Linked DNA regions of Mus musculus: region 1 is linked to region 2. Evidence: chromatin contacts called from public Hi-C data. All regions are on one chromosome and are shown on one strand. Each heading gives the region's core, a stretch centred on a gene start, on an enhancer-like site or on the middle of the called end of the contact. The rest is flanking DNA. Distances are from core to core; before and after follow the strand shown. Region 1 has its middle 15 kb from the start of Gm41208. Region 2 has its middle 73 kb from the start of Gm9195.

What was found. Hi-C and Micro-C count contacts between places; a contact is called where the count stands out from the background.
Region 1: a Hi-C map of uterus shows a contact between it and region 2, with 4 times the contacts expected there. The contact joins two enhancer-like sites. A contact is called at or near these places in 2 of 15 datasets of contacts at CTCF or cohesin (large pre-B cells and pro-B cells), 28 of 484 Hi-C or Micro-C datasets (the C2C12 cell line, the HL-1 cell line, Th1 cells and 21 more) and 1 of 115 datasets of contacts at active chromatin or transcription factors (astrocytes).

Annotation. Positions count from the first base shown.
Region 1 is chr14:72,995,137-73,002,727 of GRCm38.p6, forward strand. No RefSeq gene overlaps it. Among named protein-coding and RNA genes, the nearest start is that of Gm41208, 15 kb to the right of the region's middle. Within about 2 kb of position 5,340, at least 12 of the 459 cell types and tissues checked have an H3K27ac peak or open chromatin away from gene starts, as enhancers often do. A contact at or near this core is called in uterus, where this site is marked.
Region 2 is chr14:72,385,155-72,392,767 of GRCm38.p6, forward strand. No RefSeq gene overlaps it. Among named protein-coding and RNA genes, the nearest start is that of Gm9195, 73 kb to the right of the region's middle. Within about 2 kb of position 4,782, at least 27 of the 459 cell types and tissues checked have an H3K27ac peak or open chromatin away from gene starts, as enhancers often do. A contact at or near this core is called in uterus, where this site is marked.

The DNA.
Region 1 (7,591 bases), core at 4,090-6,589, 610 kb after region 2:
CCCTTCTATGTACCCTTTGTTTGTGCAAAAGCTCCGAGAGCTCTGTACTGTCTAAAAGATGATGCCCAAACTCCTGTCCTGTCATACCTTTCAAATGGAGCCTACCGTTCAGAATGCAAATACAAAATAAATAAAGAAGCCAAGAAGGTTGCTTGGTGCTCAAGCACACTAAGCCAATTCCCACCTCTGGGTGAGTTATCAGTTCTGCCTAAAATTCTTTCTGTTGACTTTTCTGTTTCCTCCATTTCTATAGATCCTCCAATGACCCTCACTTAATGCTGCTGTGAGCGGCATATCCACTGATGTACCTCCCAGCTTGCTTGTTGCAAAGGCTGGCGAAATTTGCTTTGTGCCTTCCCGAGTGTGTGTGTGTGTGTGTGTGTGTGTGTGTGTGTGTGTGTGTGTGTGTGTGTGTGTGTTAGTACTATAAGTTCCTTGAGCCTGGATAGGGTCACAGCCATGAGTGCACATTCCACCTTATTTGGTGTTGTCTTTCACGTAGTAAGAGCTAGGGATACAAACTCCAAGATACACACACACACACAACTGAATTTCAGCTAGAGGAAAACAATTGTATCTCCTTACATTCTTTCTCTCACTTTGGATCTAACGTCAAGAAACCTACAGTAAAGCCACAGAAAACAGAATAGGAAGTGATCAATTCTCCTGCAAGCTGGCTGATGCTTCCAGAATCAGTTAAAAGAAGTATGAGGGATTGGCTGAGTGGGGGCTTTTTCCATCCAGACTGAGAAGCCAGGAGCTGGAGCCCCCACTGCCAGAGGTGCAAAGCCTTCTACAGAAATCGCTCTGGTAACAATACAGGACTTTACTGGTGCAGTTGGTGGCTGCCGAATGGAAAACTCCAGAGACAATACTCTTGACTTGGAAGCAAGGAAACGTTGAAATAGAAACAGTAAGAGAGAACCCACAGGAGTAGAGGTTCATAGAGCGTGGCAGACACACATTCTGCTGGGACCTTCTTACGTGGCGACAATTCCCTGGTCCACTGCAGCGGGAAATGCGAGTTTGCTGGCAGAATCCTACCGAGGTCACCTCACAGAAGTGTCTGAGTACAAGATGCATGTGGCTTCTGCAGTTCTTTCCTACAACACACATCTTTGTCATCCTTATAAATGCCCAGGTAGGAGGGGCTATCAGGGCAGAGTCTGATGCAGGACGCAGAGGAGCCTGAAGATCAAGAGTGGCCTCTCTTCTTCAGAGCCTTCCGCTGACAGGATTCACTTCTGCCTGCGCAGCTGGGATCCATCCCCTACTAAACGTGAGCCTGAAAGAAACAGGGAAGAAGCCAGAATCTCCAGAGTGGTAGGTAAAGGCATGAGCCTTACAAGATGTTCCGTGGGCATCGTCTGCCATCCTCTAAGGAGCTCTGCAAACTGGGCAGCCCCCTCATACAAATAACGCACTGAAGCACACACGCACAGGGACCCACCTCCGCTGACAGGAGAGCTGGGAAGCTATGTAGCTGGGCTCCATATGCTGCTGTCTGCCTGTGCTCCATTGCCGGGGACCTGGAGCCGCTCAGTGCTTACCACTCAGCTCCCTCACAGCCTGTTTGCTTCACACCCAGGCTAGGTCTTCCCTCTAAAGAGGCTTTGCGTGCAGTGAGGAGCACTGGAGACTCCTGCAGCAGCTGCTCAGCAAAGCCCTCTGGAGGTAGCACACCTTCCCCAGTAGTCACCCTTCACCTGTTAGTCATGAATGTGCAGACGAACCTCAAGGATTCTCTAGGAAGCAACACACACACACACACACTTATCAAATTCAATGCCTGGGTTGAGTTTGTTTGTTTGTTTGTTTGTTTGTTTGTTTGTTTGTTTGTTTTTGTCAAGGAAGGAAGCAGAGACCTGGAGAGACTGAGGAAGGGAAGTTGTCAGAACCACAAAAGTCTCGTCGGGATCACTGAGACTATTGACTTCTCTACTGTGTTAGTGACCCAGCTCTCCCCAGATGGCCTCCTCCTCCTCCCTGGAGAATTGGAGCTGTGCTCCCAGCAGCCACAGGGCCAGACAGCGCTGTGATCTATCTTTCACAGATACTCAGACGGCTGCCCACTCCTCTCGAGATTCTGTCCCATGGGGTCTGATGACTGGAGCTTGTTTTAGAATTGAGACAAGTCCTTTCATTCTATAGCTAGAGATGCAATAAAATGCAAATAGCCCCACAAAAGGTAGTAACCGTTGTCTTAAATTCTGACTAAAGGGGGGGGGGGTGACAAATAGGAAGCTCCACCAAGAGGAGGACCGTGAGCTTAGAAGTCAGACAGAGCGGAGTTAAAGCTTGACCTCAGCAGGTGTGAGGCGGAGTGATTCCGAGTTTATTGAGCAAAATGAGAATCAGATTATTTACCACTAAGAGAGCCCAGAAGGACTGTATGAGAAGCGCCTAGTTCAGTGATAGGTGTTCCTTTCATAAGCATCACAAAGTCTCTATGTTTGCACTCCAAAAATACAGCATTCAGAAGACTGAGCAATGTCCCTTGGAAGGCCAGGTTGACTGCAGCGTCGTCTGTTTAGAAGCTCCTTAATCTTGGGCACTGTGTGAAGGCTCTTCCGTTGCTGTCACAAAACATCTGACAAAAGTAACTAACAGAAGGGAGGGAGGGAGGGAGGGAAGGAGGGAAGGAAGAAGGGAGGGAGGGAAGGAAGAAAAAAGAAGGGAGGGAAGGAGGGAAGAAGGGAGAAGGAGGGAGGGATGGAGGAGAGCGGGGTTATTTGGGCTCTCACTTTGAGGATAGTTGCATCATGGCCTAAAGGTTGGGCAGAGAGAAAGGGAATGAGTCCCACAGGAGGAGAAGGTAAGGCGGCTGGTCATGTAAATCCAGTCCCAAAGTAGGACGCAAATGCATCTCCTCAGCACTCTTTTCTTTTCTTTTCTTTTCTTTTCTTTTCTTTTCTTTTCTTTTCTTTTCTTTTCTTTTCTTTTCTTTTCTCTTTTCTTTTCTTTTCTTTCCTTTTCTTTCCTTTTCTTTTCTTTCCTTTTCAGTAGTCTAGTCCGAGGCTGCAGCCAGGGAAGAGGAGATGGCACCACCCACATTCAGAGGAGCTCTTTCTTCTTCAATAAAACCTTTCTGGAAACCCCCTTGGAGGTGTCTCCATGGTGATTCTAAATCCAGTCAACTTGACAATGATGATTAACCTTGACAGACTCTCTGTGCCTGAGCCTCCTCAGGCTGAAGCCAGGCCATTGTAAGGAGTAAGCCAAGTGTTAATACATGAGATGCCTTATGGACCGTGGCGCTTATATCAACACTCCGTGCCGTAGCTATTGGGGAGCAAAACCCTGCTGTATGTCTAGCACCACATCATCATTGATCTGATCAGAGTACTGATTGTAGGTCGTGAGGTGTCAATTGAACAATCTTCTGAAAATACAAAGATATTATGTCTTGATGCTCTGCTTGGGCTAGTGTATGTGTGTGTGTGCGCGCGCGCATGTGTGTGTATTCATGTGTATAAATTCTGAAGTGTGTATGTAAGTTTGAATGTGTGTTTGCACATATGCATATTATGTTTCTATTTTTCTGTTTGCATATATGTTTGTGCCATATACATGTTCGTGTGTGTGTGTGTGTGTGTGTGTGTCCATATATCTGTGTGCATGTGTGTGTTTCTATATGTACATGTTTGTGTTTGGGTGTCTTGCATGGGTGTTTGTGCTTATGTATGTTGAATGTGCATGTTCATGCGTCTATATGTGTGTGCATGTATGTGTGTATGTGTATATGATTGTGTGTGTTCCTATGTGTAAAAGCATGTGTGTGCATGTGCACAAATGTGTGTGTGTGTATGTGTGTGTGTGTGTGTGTGTGTGTGTGAGAGAGAGAGAGAGAGAGAGAGAGAGAGAGAGAGAATATTTTGCTAGGAGTTAAAGCTAGAATCTGGCTCACACTGAGCACATGCAAGCTCTGTACAGTGAGTTACGGGTTTGAACACTGTATAACACTACTCTTGTGCTAATGCTATTTGTGGACATACTGCTGTATGATCAATAAACTAGAAACCCTTGGGCCAGGCCCAAACATCTAGATACAGCCTGAGGCCCCAGCTAGCCAGAAGAAGCCGTGGCCTGGACAGGGAGGAGGTCTGAAGGGCCAAAACTCGAGTGGACATCAGCCTCAGGCATGAACTTCCTCTAAGACACTGGAAAACAAACATGGAAAATTGGTTTGCAAGGTCCCGTGGATACTGAAGGGCCTTGAGCATGTGGCTCTGATAGGCCTTGATCTTCTCCCTTGTTCTCTCTGCCTTGCCAATAAAAAAAAAAAAAAAAAAGAATTCTATTCCTAAAGCTAGCCATCAAGGACCATTCCCTTATTTAGCCATTTCTTCCTCCTGAGGCTGACTGCCAAGGTTCAGCTCTCAAGGTATTGGAAATCCAGTAATGAAAAGCCCCCTTTTGACACATGTAGTTAATATGCCCAGTTACAATTAAACACCTCATCCTAAAACAGGGTTTCCCCCTTTACCTTTATAAACCACCACTTTCCTATGGGCCATGTCTGTCTCCTCTCTAACCAGAGGCAGTCCTTTGTTCCCCAGAACAAATACCCCTTCCCCTCTCATTTGTCTCCTTCCCCTTCTCCTCCTCCTCTTTGTCTCTCATTCCCTGCCCTCTGTCCCTGTGGGACAGACAAATCTCCTTGGTGCTGAGAACTTGGTCTTGGGGGGTTCCTGAGCCAATAACAATGTCTAAAAGACACACATGCAAGGCCCTGGCTAGACCCTACACAAAGGGCCTTCTACCTTGATGGAACTGTTTGAGTGGCATCTACTTCTGCTCTGGGGTCTCTCTCAGACCACTTTCCAGAATGTAAGAAAAAGAAAGGTATCTATCTCCTGCCTGGAATAGCCCCCCCTTCCCACTGTCTCGGTCTGTTGGCTGCAAACTCCTGGGCTGTGTTTTACTGAGAGACTCACCTTTGACCAGAGAATTCTTCGGTGTGGCCTGGCATATCTATTAGTTTACTCCAGAGGGGTGTGTTCACGATGTTAGGATGTCAAAGAAAAGACAGTGATTTTTTTTTCAGAAGCTGCTGGCAAAGGGGATATGGCTAGCAGCTATCAAGCTCTTGAAATATGAAAATTAATTAAATTCAATTTGGAGAATGAGAATCATCACTTCAGATAAGGATACTGTGATAAATAATGCCTTCAGTAAGAAAAGCACTCCTTGCCGTGCCTCCAGGGTCTCATTCTGAGGCTCGCTGAAATGCAAACAAACGAACGAACGAACAAACAGAGTTTATGAAACAAATTGTATTAATGACAACAAGCCAGTCTCGGGCTCCAACACAATCCAGCAAGGGCTGGAGGCCAAGATCTGTGGAGTTTGTCTCAGGAGCCTCTGCCCAAAGCCACAGGGTTGGGAAAAAAAAGATGAGAGGCACAAGAATGCCCCACAGCTCCCCCTAGTGTTGGTGTCTGGTATTCCACCTGAGCCCAGACTTATTTGTAATTAGTAAACTGATTTTTTTCCCTTTCAGCAGGACTCCTTAACAGTAATCAAACACTACATCGCGCACCCACGAGATCCTCTCACTCCTCTACGCTGAGAGTCTTTTTATTTTATGATAGTTGTCTTAAACCAAATGAGGAGGACGAGACGATGAACAGACGGACCTGCCCAAGAAACCAAGATCGGGGATGGGAATGCGATAGATAATCCCTTATTTAAGGAAAACAATCCTCTCCATGTCTCAGGTGCCTCATTTTGAGAGTTTCCGAAATGCAAACGACAACAGCAAAAGAGTTGTTGCTGGGTACTTGTCTAACATGGCACTGAGTAAACCGGATGTGGTGGCTCGTGCCTAAAATCCCACGACCTGGGTGGTTAAAAGCAGAGGGATTAGGAGTTGGAAGTCATCCTCGACCACATACTGAATTAGAGGCCAACCTAAGATATACAAGACTCTGTCGTAGACAAAGCAATGAATGAATGAACGAGTGATTGAACGGATTTGATGTCTTCTTTGCTAGTTTTTGTGGATGGGGACAAAATTAAAATTTGTTTCTTCTCCAATAAAGCTGGAGTAACCCATGTGTCTGCTTCTCAGAGCTACAAAGATTAAATCGGATCAGCCAGGTGCTGGCCACCACACCTCCCAGTATGCAGCACAGGCTGGGTAACCTTGGTTACTGTTTCTGCCTCCTTCAACGGCCCGCTGAGGCCAGACCTCCTCCTGAGAAGACCACAGACACTCTCCGCCCCTCCCTGAGGATGCCAGAGTACCTCTACTCCTATGCCCCATCCCACTACTCCTCAGTTGAAAGTCTTTACCTGGCCCGAGGTTGCTGGACTTATGCTTGCCCCTGTGTGCTAATCAACACGACCAAATGTGTCACGCGTCATTCCCACAGCCTAGGTAATGGCAATGAGACCTTCCATGACCCTGGCCCAGCTCAGCTGCCCTGAAGGTATGCCAGCAGGGTTCCTGCTTCTCAACCCACTCTCGAGATCTGTTCTCTCAGAGCTGGTCCTTCCCACCTTGGGATCCCTAGGATGAGACTGGATGATCGCATCAAGCTGGAGAGAGCATGCTAACTCTCCTTCCACTCTGGGCAGTATCTGTGCCAACTCAGGTTCCTCCAGGGACACCAATCCAGTTTAGCACTTGCAGACTCTTTTGATGAGTTAGATATGGTGATAAACTTGGGTGACAGACAGGAAAATCAGAAGTTCAGGTCCAGCCCAGGCTATAGCATAAGATCCAACCTCAAAGTCTGGTGGAAGACAAATCCATTGTTACAGCACTTGCTTCATTTGTTAGCCTGAGTTTGATACCCAAGTGTGGCGGTTCCCACTTACAGTTGTAGTATTAAGGGGTGGAGACAGAGGATCGCTGTGGCTCACCAGCCAGCCGATCCAGCCTAATTGATGACCTCCTGATCAACCAGATCATCCTGTCTCAGAGAAGGTGGGTGACACCTGAGAATGACACCTGATGTGCTCTGGCCTTGGCAGGACCATGTACACACATGGAATAAACAAGTAACGAAACTGAAAAAAAAAAAATCCTAACTAGTGTGAACTCTGGACTCTGGGTGATGATCTGTGTGGTGGTTTGAATATGCTTGGCCCAGGGAGTGGCACTATTAGGAGATGTTACCTTCTTGGACTAGGTGTGGCCTTGTTGGAGGAAGTGTGTCACTGTCAGGGTGGGCTTTGAAACCCTCCTCCTAGCTGCCTGCAAGCCAGTCTTTCTCCTGTTTGCCTTCAGAGCAAGATGAAGAACTCCTCTGGCCCCATGTCTACCCGGACACTGCCATTCAGCCTACCTTGTTGATGTGGACTGAACCTCTGAACCTGTAAGCCAGCCCCAATTAAATGTTGTGTTTTATAAGAGTTGTCTTGGTCATGGTGTCTCTTCACAGCAATGGAAATTCCACCTAAGACAATCTGCTGTGGTGACAAATGTGCCACTGTGGTGCAGGCGCTTGACAGTGGAGAAAGCCAGCACCAGGGACAGGCGTTAGATGAAACTCTCCGTGCTCAGTTTTCAGTGAACCTGCAAGTGCTCTAAGGAATAATGCTTTTTAAAGGGTTTTTTTTTTGCATTGATTGATTGATTGGT
Region 2 (7,613 bases), core at 3,532-6,031:
GGTTGTGGTTTCACAGGCGCACATGTCAAAAACAACGCATACCAAAGCATCTTGCAGACAGACTTGAAACGTGTGCCTTCTCACACGTCAATTAGACTTAATAAATCTGCTCAAAGCCAAGGTAAGAATGACAACTGATTTATCAGGGAGTCTTGCAACTTAAGCCCTGGTGAGAAGAAGATCAGAAAGAAATGAGAGGCAATTTGCAGCTAGATCGCTGGGAAGCTCTGGGATTCAGAAGGCAGGGAGGGGCAAGCAGGGAGGGGAGCAGGCAGAGTGGATGGAAGCCTGTGCTTAGAGAACCCGTCCTCTCAGGCCCCTCTCATCCCATGCCTCAGTACTACTTGCTCCTCCAAAGTTACCCAACAATAGACAAAATATGCAGTCTGTAGTCTCTAGGGATCGCTCACAGGAAATCCCTCTGGTATCCAGCGCTCTTCTCTGTTCCACTGCCAACCAGCTTCTCAAGACAAGAGAGACAGAGAGACGGAGACAGAGACGGAGACAGAGAGACGGAGACGGAGACAGAGAGACGGAGACGGAGACGGAGACGGAGACAGAGAGACAGAGACGGAGACAGAGAGACGGAGACGGAGACGGAGACGGAGACAGAGAGACGGAGACGGAGACAGAGAGACGGAGACAGAGACAGAGATGGAGAAAGACAGAGGAGGTCCCAGCTAAGCCCCAGAGCAAATATCACAACCCAGATGCTCTTGGGCCTCATGAAGGAGGAACAGTAATATCTTCAGTGCAGGACTGGGGTGGCACTATACCTCGAACATACCTGGAACCCTGGAAGGATATGTGGCTACTGCCATATTCTCAAGAGGTCCATAACTAAGAAGTTGCCTTTTCTTCTTCTTCTTCATTTTTCTTTCTGCCATAGGCAGTTCTTTTTAGGCATCAGGGTTTCTTGGTATCTGTCACACTATCCTTAGCTTAAGAGTTGGAATCCAGACTTCTGACACCAACCCTATCACTGAACTCATAGAAACAACTTCCCAGAGCATTGGTCACAGATCTGGGAACTTGGCTTTCTCTCTTCTTCACTCTCTTCACCTGAATTACTGCCTTGTTTTACACACACACACACACACACACACACACACGGTTTCCATCCACAGCCACAGTTGTCACTCACAGAGGGTTCATTTCCATGCCGTGAGGGGAGGGCAGCTTCTACAGAAGACACAGACATCAATTTCGTAACATCAACACATCCAACATCTACAATGCATTTTTAAAAGGATTTATTTATTTTATGTGAGTCCACTGTTGCTGTCTTCAGACACACCAGAAGAGGGCATAGGATCCCATTCATTCCAGATGATTATGAGCCATCATGTGGTTGCTGGGAATTGAACTCAGGACCTCTGGAGGGGCAGTCAGTGCTCTTAACCACTGAGCCATCTCTCCAGCCCCTAAATGTGTTTTGATCCCTTGCGTATCACACCATTTGTTTCAAGTTGTGTTGTTTAGCTTTCCTCTGTATCTGTGGTGCTGTGGATTCAGCCCAGGGCCTGTGCTTGCTAAGTAAGTGCTCTGACCTTGAGCTGAGGCCACAGCCCTTGCTTTTTGAGGCAATGTCTTACTATGTAGCTCAGGGTCCCCTTGAACTCTTGCCTGACCTCCTAGGTGCTTGGATTATAGACATGCCCCCCCCCCACATCTAGTTTATTACTTCATTTTTATCTAGATGACTTGGGAGGAAACCTGTGAATTAGAAATCGGCTGTCTGGTGCACAGATATCAGTATGTGTTGATGTCAGAGGCAGGATTGTGTAAGTGTATGAGATCAAAATGGGAAAAATAAAACCCTGCTGGGTAAGGGTTCTATTGAAGTTAAGACAGCTAAGAATAAGTTCCTGTTTATCCTGTGTTAAGTTCTTGCAAGTTAAGGTTTCTATTTGTAATTAAGAATAAGTTTCTGTTTCTTAGGTCTGATGTGAACCGCTTAAGACCACACTCATATGATATATATCCTCAACTCCTGTTCCTTGCCTTTCATTATTTCTAACAATGTATAACACTCAACTATCTCAGCCCTGTGAACACCTTTAGCTCTCCTATACAAGAGCCTTCAAGAGGCCAGCAGGAGCTGCTCTCTCAATTCCAGGCTTAGAGTGAGACAGCCAGCTGGCCAGTCCCAGGTACACTCCAAAATACAACTTGCTGGACAATCATGGACCTAGTCTTTCTCCTCATGATTCTCAGCTTCATCAAGAGCCAGACAAGGGACTTAGAGACTGTTTGTCAGGAACCTATAGGTACATCCCCTGACAAAGCCTGGGAAGAGAAGAGAAGAGAAGAGAAGAGAAGAGAAGAGAAGAGAGGGGAGGGGAGGGGAGGGGAGGGGAGGGGAGGGGAGGGGAGGGGAGGGGAGGGGAGGGGAGGGGAGGGGAGGGGAGGGGAGGAGAGGAGAGGAGAGGAGAGGAGAGGAGAGGAGAGGAGAGAAGAGAAGAGAAGAGAAGAGAAGAGAAGAGAAGAGAAGAGAAGAGAAGAGAAGAGAAGAGAAGAGAAGAGAAGAAAGGGGAGATTGGGAGGGAGTCACCCTAATGGACCCTTAAGCAAACTTCACCTCAGCTCTCTTCTTAGCCTTAGCTTCCTTATAACAATGTAAGGCTGTTTATATGGGGGTGGTTGTGGTAAGGAGTACCTGGAGGCTGAAGAGGAGGGATGGATAGATACTGACATCATATTGCCTGGCTTCAAATCCTACTTCTCCAAAGGACTGGCTGATCCTAGTGAGAGGTATTTATTTCACTACCCCAGCACCTCAGTTTCCCCATCTCTAACGATGTAACATGGATGGTTCTTGTCTCATAAAACGATTATAGAGACTAGGGTAAGAATCCACACTTTACACTTTAAGCAGCATTATCTATTCTAATTCTTTGATATTTGAAGGCAGGGGAACTAGAGCTGACTGGGAGGATAAGTGGTAAGGAGCCTCTGGGGAGAGGAGGATGGATCCTTCCTTCTTTGAGTTTTCAAGGCTCTAAGCACAGTCTGCTAACATGCAAATACTCTCCCAGCAGTTTTCCAGCAACTGAAAATTAGAGATGTGAACTGGTTGACAGACATCTTTTGTCTTTTCTAAATTAAACTCAGGTTTGAAGGGAGCAGAGAAGAAAGGGCTCAGGACATGGCTTTCATAATACAGATTGCTCTTGTGGAATGGCAATGTTTGCAATAGTTGAGTCACAGGTTCTACGACAGGATTACCAAATGAAAGGGTCAGCCCCAAACATCTCACTATTTCTGAAAGAAAGGCTAGAAATCTGTTTATGACCCAGAACCAAGCCTGTGGTGGCCCCAGGTGACCACATGGGCAGAAAAAGAAAACACCATTCTACAGCTCCTAGTGGCTATACAGTGAGGGGGATGAAGTGGATTAGAAGAGTCAGACATTATTTTTGCTGTCACTCACTTGTGAAACTGCATCTTACTAGCCCAGCCTCCATCCCAGATGTGCACGGCCATTCCAAGATGAGAGGAAATGATGTTCAGATGACATTTGAATATCATCAACAGGGTGAGCTTCTGACAGCTGGAAAGGTGGCTAATCTGGGCATTGAACTTCAACCAAGATGTAACAGAAAATCACCACAAAGCCTTAGAACCCTCCTCCTAGGAAGGAGGAGAGTTCTCCTCCTCCCTCCCTTCTTCACTTCAACTTGCCCTTGAGCTTCTACAACCCTGGCTGTTGCAATAGAACTGTGACTCTGCACAGACCATACCAGGCCAATGTAGTTCCACATGAGAGAGGTTTATTGTGGGAGAGGGGGACTAAAGGGGGGTGACAGAGACGAAGGGAGAAAAGAGAGAAGAGAGGGTGAAGCTCAAGAGGGTCTGCCTTTTATTTAGACTGTGATATAATCACTCACAGGTAAATGTGTGGGAGGTAAGCCAAATGGATGCTGGAATGTATGGCTATTGCCATGACAACAGATGCTCGGGTCCCTGTCACCTATGGGTGACGTCATCATCATCTTTGGGTTTGGAGGTGATTTGAAACCATAAAACCAGTTCCTGATACCACCACTGGCAATGAAATTTTCAGGATGGTTTGACAGGTGTGAGTCCCTGGCCCATATTGCACATGGAGTGGCTCCCTCTCCCACTCACTTGGAATGTGGGGCTCCACAGCAGTCCGACATGACAACTCCATTGGTGACCTGACCACCTTGGTTCCTACTTCCTGTCGCAGCATATTTGTTCAGTTGGAAAGGATGTGTAAGAGGCTAAAGCTTCCAGCAACAGCCAGAGGAGAACAGCTGCAAAAGCCACCCTAGCCGAAGAACCACTGGGGTCTGGACAGCCTGGCTGCTTGCTGCAGAGAGCTCCCCTGCAGACTTGGAACAGAAGACTTGCATCTGGAGAAGTGATGGCTTCATAGCTTTCGGCCCAAGGACACCTGTTCCAAACAGAGCCCTTTACTCAAGGCAGGTGGTGTCCTGATAAGGTCTCTCCCCAACCCTGACATGCTAAGCTGCCCTGCCCCTGCACTGATTTTAAGTGCCCTCCAAGTGCCCCACCCCAACCAGGTTAATCCCCAACAAATTCTGCTAATAAAGACCCATCTCTTCACCCCTGCTCCAGAGTGACTGAAATTAAAACTGAATTTGCACCATGAGGCTCAGAGGCTACGCCCATCTTGTTTCTCAGCCTCTCCCCTCTACACTAAACAGTTGCCAGCAGGATACAGGCCAGCTTGGCCAGCTTGGCCAGGCCTCAGGAAATCTCTCCACAGACTCAATGGAGTAACAACCCCTCCCCTCACTTAATGGCTGATGGAGGCCATCTGTGCCTGAACTCTGGGAATTGAGCAGTCAGTGCCCTGGGGCCTCTAGGGGCCTCAAATCCATGGGGAAATTCTGCTAAGCTCTCAGGAAAATCTCACCACTAATAATAACTGGTAATTTCCCAACTTCTGCCCCCCCCCCCCAGCCCCCCTGCCTGAGCTGGAGAGCAAGTGCCATCCCAGGTGGATTCCCTACAACATGCCCTGGGAAAAGGCAATTGCTTAGCATCAGGTCCCAAAAAAACTCAGAACAGAGGGATAACTGTGGTGCCTATTAGCATACCAAAGCACATACTGGCTTCCAGATGCACTCAGTACCTATAGCCTCAGTTCTTCTCACCAGCTTCCTACTTAAACTTGTCCAGCCTTTGGGCTTCACTTCCTTCCCCCTAGCTTCTCATTCTATATAACCATTTTCTTTTCTTGGCTCTTTTTCTTGGTTTCTCTCTCTCTCTCTCTTGGTTTCTCTCTCTCTCTCTCTCTTGGTTTCTCTCTCTTGCTCTCTCTCTCTCTCTCTCTCTCTCTCTCTCTCTCTCTCTCTCTCTCTCTCTCTCTCTCTCTCTCCCTCCCTTGGTCCCCTCTATAGCTCTCTCCCTCCTCTGCCTCGTACTTCCCACCTCTGTCCAATCAGGGACAAGCATACTCACTGACGTACTTCCTGCCGATATATCTCCCACCTGCGTGTGATCAAGCACAGACTGGGCAGTTGGGCAACCAACCCTACTTACTTAATGAAGTAAAAACCCGTGGTTTGTTATCTTACATGAACAACAGCCGCCAGCATTCCAGGAAGTCTTTGGGCAAGTGAAGCTTACAGGTTAACTTTAGCCCTCACACCTGCTCTGGACTCTTGTAGATGCCTCTGACTGTTCTCTCCCTTGTATTTACAATAAAACACCTTCTCCTCAACTATACCTTTAAGCGGTCGAGGCCTCAGTTCACTCAGTGCAAGAAAGAAGTTTCTTCTTATCAATTCTGCAGCCCCTAGTGTAGGCAGGCATCCAAGTGATGAGGAGGATGTAAGCAGAGGGGGTGGAGCAGAAGCCAGGGACCTGCCTCCAGGTCAAGTTCTGAGCAGAAGGGATGTCAGCAAAGAGTGGGGTACATACAGCAAAAAAAGGACCAACATCATCATACCACAAAAGTCTAGAGTGTAACGTGCTTCTCTCATCACCATGATAGGGCATCTGACAGACACAACTTAAAGGAAGACAGGTTTATCTAGGTGTAGGATTTATAGGGCACCATCTTGGTAGAATACTTGCTGTGACTAGAGCAATTCAGTTTGGGATGGTGGGAGCTTGCTGTGTAGCCTGTGATATCTTAGGGGATCAAGTAGTAGAAACCTCAGGGTGTTACAAGAATTCAATATAACTTGGTGACCTATATCCAACAACTAAAATCTGCCAGTCAGGCCACAATCACAAAGGCTCCCAGCCTTCCAGAACATTGCTACCAGCTGGGAACCATATTCAAACACAGAGACTATGGAGGCTTTTTGTATTCAAGCCATGATGTCCTATGGCTCCTTTGGTCAAGGGCATGTCCAACCCCCAGCCCATAGGCCACATTTGGCTAAAGATAGCTAGTAATACAGACCAACTCAAATTTATAAATGTACATAAAGTATTATGAAGGGAATGTGTGTGTGTGTGTGTGTGTGTGTGTGTGTATTGTTGTTGTAACTTGACTGTGTGGTTCTCCAGCATCAATGACAACATCTTTTCTGAATGTCAAAAAAAAAATTGACATGGTTATGTTAACAATGACAGGTCCAGAGCTCTGGGACAGGGATGTCATAATGGTCACAGCTATTACATCATGCCATTGCAGATTCAGAGCAAGAAACCAACCTTCCTCTCCCTCCTCGTCTTCTTTTTCCCCAGACTTCTCCATGGTCATTGGTTGCATAACTCCATGAGGCTATACTGGTAAAGCGAGTATCCTGCCTGGTTTTGTGTGTCAACTTGACACAGGTTGGAGTTATCCCAGAGAAAGGAACTTCAGTTGGGGAAGTGCCTCCATGAGATCCAGCTATAAGGCATTTTCTCAATTAGTGATCAAGGGGAGAGGGCCCATTGTGGGTGGTGCCATTTCTGGGCTGGTGTTCTTGGGTTCTATAAGAAAGCAAGCAAAGCAAGTTAGTAAGTAGCATCCCTCTATGGCCTCTGCATCAGCTCCAACTTCCTGACCTGCTTGAGTTCCAGTCCTGACTTCCTTTGGTGATGAACAGCACTGTGGAAGTAGAAGCTGAATAAACCCTTTCCTCTTCAACTTGAGTCTTGGTCATAATGTTTGGCGCAGGAATAGAAACCCTGACTAAGACAGCTGGGTTTAGTGGTTCTTAGACACTCTCTATCACCACGGCAAGTACCTAAGAAAAGTTAAGAGAAGGATTTGCTTTGGCTCCCTATTTCAGAGGTTTCTTCAGTAGATAACATTGTGCAGAGTGTGGTAGAGGACAACAGCTCACTTCATTGTGGCTCTCACCTCATGGTGGCCAGGAAGCAGAAAGGCAAAATATCTAAACTCGTGGGCTTTCTCCTTTCTCCTCTCCCATTCTATCTGAGCCTTCACACTATGCCGTGCTGGCCATACTCAGGGAACTGTTTCTCCACTTCGCTAATTCTCTCTGGAAATTCCTTTGCAGACACAAAGAAGGTGTGCTTTACCAATCTTCTAGATGTTTCTCAATCCAGTAAAATTGACCATTAACTATGATATGACTGAAGAGATGGTTAGAAGTGTTTCCTGTGTGTCTCAGCCACCGTTTTATGACTGTGAAGAGTCATCATGGCCAAGACAG